2 separate regions of the Oryctolagus cuniculus genome follow, and region 1 is linked to region 2. The links are chromatin contacts, called in public Hi-C maps. All regions are on one chromosome and are shown on one strand. Each heading gives the region's core, a stretch centred on a gene start, on an enhancer-like site or on the middle of the called end of the contact. The rest is flanking DNA. Distances are from core to core; before and after follow the strand shown.

Region 1 (3,029 bases), core at 92-2,591, 290 kb before region 2:
GGGAGAGAGATTCTGGCTACAGCTCAAGGATCAGTAAATGATCTTACAGAGGGAAGATGAAGAGTGTTCTAGACAGAGGGGAGGCACAAAGGGACCCAGGTGACTCTGGGTTAAACTGGGCTGGAGGGCATGGCTCAGGGGGAAGCTGGCAAGGCCAAGGCTGGAGTCCAGTTGGGTCTGGTGGGACCGGTCCCCTGTGCCTGCATGAGAGCCTGGACCGTGCTCTGTGGCTCCTGGGGAACCCTTGCCTTTTTTCTGTGTTTGCCCACACAGAACTATGACCCAGGATTGGACCGGTAATTTAGAAAGACGGCTTCAAGGGGCTGGCGTTGTGGTACAGTCGATTAAGCTGCTGCTTGCCATGTTGGGCATCCTGCATTGGAGTACTCGGGTCAGTCCCGGCTACCTCAATTCGGATCCAGCTCCCTGCTAATGCACCTGGGAAGGCAGCAGAAGGCAGCCCAAGTACTTCGGCCCCTGCCACCCACTTGGGAGAGCTGGATGGAGTTCCTGGCTCCTAGTTTAACAGTTGAGGCCTAGTGCAGTTACTCAGAATTCCTCCCGGGGCAGCCATGGAAGGCAAGGGCTTCTCTGCGTGAACCTCAGTTCTCCTTTCCTGATATCCCTTGTTAATTTGAGGGGAAGAATGGGATGGGGGTCTATAAACCTTCGTGAGCCTGAGTAACGGGAACACACGCATTTGACTCAAGTAATACAAACCTAACGGTCACCTTATGAGTCCTATAGTGATCCCTGCGCTGTGCTGTGCTCGACAGGTACAGATAAGAGCAAGGCATATTCCGAGAGTGCATACTGGCTAATGAAGGGGGAAACAGGCATTTCCACTCGGTTAAGTGAGCTGGTGCCACGTGAGCTGCGAGAACAAAAGCGGTGGCAATACAGAAAGGAGTGCCAGAACAGCACACTGGGTGTCTGCGGGGATTAACAACAGAAATAAAGGAAATATAGGTGTAAATGAAAAAAATGTGTCAGGGCTTCAGCTTTGTGACTGAGCTCACACTGTTTATCCCGGTGTTTTGGCGATCTGCAGAGCGCGCACCGTCCCGGTTCGGGCGTCGCCGGTTCTTCCACGCCTCAGACCTCCCTAGTCCGGCTGAGTCAAAAGGAGTTCCAGCTCGGTGAGGCTGTGCGGGGGCCAGCCAGCGAGGCTCCCCCAGCTCCAGCGCGTCTGCGATTGTGTCGGCGGGACTACTCGGCGGTTTACGGCAGTGGGCGGGCCCCAAATCCCCATGTGGTCCCGACATCATTGACATGGCGGAATCCCCCATCAAACCCTCCTGGTAGTTATTTGAGCGGCGGCGGCGGCCGGAGGAGGAGGAGGAGGAGAGCAGCGGCGGCGGCGGCGGCGGCGGCGGCGGGAGCAGCGAAGGGGGCGGCAGGGATCCTGCGGGCTGCCGACTGGGAAGGCGTGGGCGACGCGTGTGTGGCGCGCCCGGAGCCCCGCGTTTCAGCCCCAGGGAAGGTAAGGCGTGCAGGCGCCCGGGGGCTGCAGCCCACCGGGACCCCGCGCTCGGCCGCCTGCTCCCGGCGCGCTGGAAAGCCCCGGCCGGACGCCTAGTCCGCCAAAGTGCGTTCCCGTCCCGGGAGCGCTCTGGGCTTCCCGGGGAAAACTTGGCGCCGGAGTGCGGGGGAGCCCCGCGAACACGGGGCCCGTGAGGGGGCGGCCTCTCCTGTCTGCCCCCCACCCCCACCGCCGTCCCCCCCTCCCCGGCCCGCGCTCGCCGGGGTCTGGAGGAGGGAGGGACGGGCTTGATTCCTCCCGTGGGGAAGAAAAGCCGGGCAGCTGCCCCCGGCCTCCCCCTCCCCAGCCTCCCGCGGCCGAGGTCCGAGGAATCCGCTCCCCCGCCCGGAATCCCCGCGGCAGGAACGCCGGCGGGAGGGGGAGGCGGCGGCGGCCGGCCGAGGAATCTCCGACGTGTCACTTTCCGAGGCTGTAGATTTCCATATGGTGGAGGGCGGAGGCGCGCGTGCCAAGTGGGGCTGCGAGTCGGGGGGCGGCGCGGGCCCGGGGGCACGGACTCCGGCGCTGGCCGGGAGGGTCCCGCGCCCTCGCCGCGGGCCGCCCGCCCCCGGCCCGGCCCCTACGGGACACTCCCCGCCTCGCCGCTGGCCACCTTCGAGCGCGCCACGTCCTCCCTCCCCGTCCTGCCCCACAGGCTCCCCCCCGGGCTGGGGGCGGTAACCGGCGGCCGCGGCCGGACTTGGCGAGCCTGGCGGCTGGGAGCTCGGGCGGGGGAGCGGGGCGCGGCGGGAAGACGCGGGCGACCCGGAACGTGGCCAGCGGAGCTCCGGTCAGTCGGTCACCCCCGAGGGGCGCCGCGGCCGGGGGTGGGGCGGCGGGCGGAATCCGCACCCCGAGGCGGCCGCGAGGGGCCGGGCGGGCCGGGGCCGGGGCCGCGCGGACCGTCTGGTGGCCGTGGCGGGGCGGGGGCGGCCGGCGTGGGAAGGGCCTGTCACCCTGGGCAGAAAGCCGGGCCCCGGGCTGTGCCCGCGAACTTTCCCTGGCGTCCCGGTCGAAGACGCGGACCCGGGCCCGGCGTCCCGGGAGACGGGCTGGGCCGCCGAGGCGCCGTTGGCGGGGAGGCTTCCAGGAGTGCGCTGTGGGAGTTGGAGATTTTCGAATCCCAGATCCCAGCCTGCCCGCTCCGGCGAGAGGAAGCGCTGGCATTTTTATCCAGACAGTGCCGTTTGCAGACTTCCTTCCAAGTTACAACTTTTTATTTTCTCTCCTCTTCAGCGCAGCATTTTCTTTAGACAAAACGTAGAATTTGGCCGCGATGGGCCAGGCCGGGGCCAGAAACCCTGGCGTTTATCTCCGCATCCCTGTTGGCTCCTAAGTCACCCTCCCCGCACCCCCTCCTTCCCCCTCCGGCGAGGCGTAATCATATTTTTGAACGGGCGAGGTCTTTTGTTGGGTGGGCACCCCCAGATTGCTTGTCTGTTTATTTTTTAATGTGCAACTAATTTGATTTTAATTTCCTCCAGTTTCCAGGCCTTGCTAGGGAGAG
Region 2 (3,106 bases), core at 130-2,629:
TGTGCTGGCATCACGTTCCACACCTCCCTCCTGCCTGTTCATAGTGAAGGAGGAATGTATTCAAGTTTGCTGGACTTCTTACTACATGGACGTCAGTGGACGAGTGTTTTTCATAACAAACCGCCTGAAAACACAGCAGATTAAAGCAGAGCTGGTGCTGTGCTCATGGGTTCTGGCCTGAAGGCTCTGTACTGGGTGCTGGGGAATGGCTGGTCTGTGCCTGGTGATGGTGATGTCTGGAGTCTTAGCTAGGAGGGCCCATTGCCTGGGGCTGGGATCTGCTGGGTGTCTTCACTCTCAAGTCCTAGACAGCAGTGCTGCCTGGCTCTGGGCAGAGCCTATCTGGGGCTACCCATGTGGCCTTTTTTATTTTTTAAGATTTGAAAGGGAGAGTTAGATCTTTTTTTTCCTTAATATTTATTTATTTATTTGAAAGAGTTACACAGAGAGAGGAGAGGCTGAGAGAGAGGGGTCTTCAATCCGCTGGTTCATTCCCCAGCTGGCCGCAATGGCCGGAGCTGCACCAGAGCCAGGAGCCTCTTCCGGATCTCCCACACAGCTGCAGGGACTCAAGGACTCAGGCCATCTTCTACTAGCTGGATCGGAAGTGGAGCAGCCGGGACTCGAACTGGCACCCATATGGGATGCCAGCATTGCAAGTGGCAGCCTCACCCACTGTGCCATAGCACCAGCCGCGCGAGAGAGATCTGCTATCTACTGATCCACTTCCAAATGGCCACAATTGCTGGGCTGGGGCTGGCTGGGGCAAGCTGAAGCCAGGAGGTAGGAATTCCATCTGGGTCCCCCATGTGGGGGAAGGGGCCCAAGTATTAGGGCCATTTGCCGTTGCTTTCCCAGGCATATTAGTAGGGAGCTGGATTGGAGGTGGAGCAGCTGGGACTTGAACTGGCACGCATATGAAATACTGGCACTGTAATTGGCTGGCATCCCACCTTGTGTGGCCTTTTCATAAAACCTGGGGCTCCCTCACAGCATGGCAGGATTTAGCAGGAATCAAGTATGATGGAGAGCCCTAGCTCAACTGTCATTGTTTTTAGGACTTGTCAACAAGCAAGTGAGAATGAGGATTGAGCAGAGAGTCAAATGCTGACAGGCTGTGCAGTATGCCAGGTGTTAGATGGCTGGCTTCCCCCCAAAGGTGTTGACCGCTTTTAGTGCATGGATCTAGAAATGGAGAGAGGCACCTGCTTGCCAAAATTGTTCAGATTGCCAAGTTGCCCAGCCTAGGCCAGATGAATTCTGGTAAACACAGTCATGGTGACACTGCAGGGGAGGCAGAGCAGCCAACCCAGCACGATTTATTTTTGTCCTATGTTGAGAAAGAGGCAGCACTAGGCACCAGGACTGGGGGAGGGCTGATCCCTTCCATGCCGTGTACACCAGCCAGCCAGCGGGAAGTCCAGGCTTTCCTGGAGAGCAGCTTTGTCCAGCAGTGGAGGACAAACCCCGTGAGCCCTGGTGGAAAACCATTCCCCAAGGTGATCAGTGGGGGCTCTCGGGCTGGGTCTGGGTGGGGGATCATGGTAGATTAGGGCTCCATGGGGTGAGAAGGGACAGACTCAGTTTGGAAAAGGAAACAACCCAGGTTTGTAGTATGTCACCCCTGCCAAGTTGAGCGCCTCAAAGTTTATCTGTTGGTTTGTACTCTAAGATTTCTTCACATTCTGTCGGAGATTAACCTTGCCCTTGAGTGAACTGTGTGAGCTGCAGAAACAAGCATTTGGGCATGCCTGAGATGGCGAAGTGGAAGCAAGCCAGTGAGGCCTGAATGCCCTTTTTTGGCTCACAGATGCTGGCAGCGGAGAAGTCAGGCCAGAACGTGACTGGGGTTTATATTGGTTCGTTTCCAATGAGGTCAGTAGCCCAGTGGCTAAGTTTGCCCCAAAATGACCAAGATGTGGTCTTTAGGCCTCCTCTCACCAATTTCTCTAATTGGGTTCAGTTTTTTCTTCCTTCCCCACTGGAAACAGGAAGTCCAGCACTCAGCAGAGAGAGGGTGTAATCTGCTGCTCAGGTGCTGCATGCCAGATCTACCAGTGTTCAGAGGATCCGGGCCCCAGCTCCTTCCTTAGGGACCAGCCAGCTCCTGGGCCCAGTTAGCCCTTCAGCTCCTCTCCTCCTCTTCCACAGCGCGTGCCCCTCCAGAAGCAGTGGCTGATCGGGATCAGGCTAGGACTGCACTGCTCCCCTCCTGCTCATGTTTGACATTTTATTGAAGCCAGCCAGTCTGAACAGCGGTCCTGATTACCCACTTCTGTTAGGGTCGTGTTTCAGGAGGGAACTTTGCATAAGGCTGACTTCAGATGATTAAAGAAGCAGGCTTCCTGAAGTTAGCACATCTCGGCACTCCTGAATAGTTTAAATCGGATTTTATTGGAATTGGAAACGTGCCGTAGATTTTCATCTTTCAGAATCATTTGGAGCCACAATACCTATAAAACAGGGAAGTTATAATTTACCATCTGTAAAAACTTCACTGACAGTAATGGCTTGGAGATGTCTAATTTCTGATACACAGTGATAAACATTCACATTAGCACTCCTGTCCATTCATAGGAATCTTCCAAAGCATTAGCTTTTTTTTTTTTTAAAGAACTGGTTAATGTTTTATTTATAAATGCTGTTTACAAGCTGGGATCCTTCTTGGCTTGCAAACGGATTCTCCAAATCTTCTGTACCTTTGAACATGTTCCTGCTCTAATGCTTCTCCCCAGAGCCAACTGAGCACCCAGCACAGGTAAAGGACAGTGCCAGGCATGCCACTAAGATTGCATCACCTGCGGCAGTGACCTGCGCCATCGCCATTTGCCGACCTGTCAGCTGGAGGTCACTTTTGCTCTGAGATGACTTTTGTGCATATTAATTTTTTCTTCCAGATATCCCTTTAATATTAAATCCCATATTGTATGTGAATATTTTGCTTTATTCCAAAATTTCTCTTATGTCTGAAGTATTTTTGTTAACCCACTTTCCCTTATTTGGGCTTTATTCTGTGACGTCTAAAAATTACCCAGTAAGCCCTGCCTCCAGAATCCACAGATACTGTTTCTGAAACAGGTTCCAAAGGCCCAACAGCTCTAACCTT

Evidence for each region. A called contact is a pair of places that touch in the nucleus more often than the background predicts.
Region 1: a Hi-C map of psoas muscle shows a contact between it and region 2, with 5 times the contacts expected there. The contact joins the promoter of FNDC3B here to the enhancer-like site in region 2. A contact is called at or near these places in 3 of 6 Hi-C or Micro-C datasets (embryonic fibroblasts, psoas muscle and an unstated tissue).

What each region holds. Positions count from the first base shown.
Region 1 is chr4:108,199,728-108,202,756 of mOryCun1.1, reverse strand. It overlaps FNDC3B (fibronectin type III domain containing 3B), which reads left to right and starts at 1,341. Exons shown (of 25, transcript XM_070072505.1): 1 at 1,341-1,483.
Region 2 is chr4:107,912,019-107,915,124 of mOryCun1.1, reverse strand. All of the region lies in intron 11 of FNDC3B (fibronectin type III domain containing 3B), which reads left to right. Among named protein-coding and RNA genes, the nearest start is that of GHSR, 130 kb to the right of the region's middle. Within about 2 kb of position 1,379, at least 2 of the 8 cell types and tissues checked have an H3K27ac peak or open chromatin away from gene starts, as enhancers often do.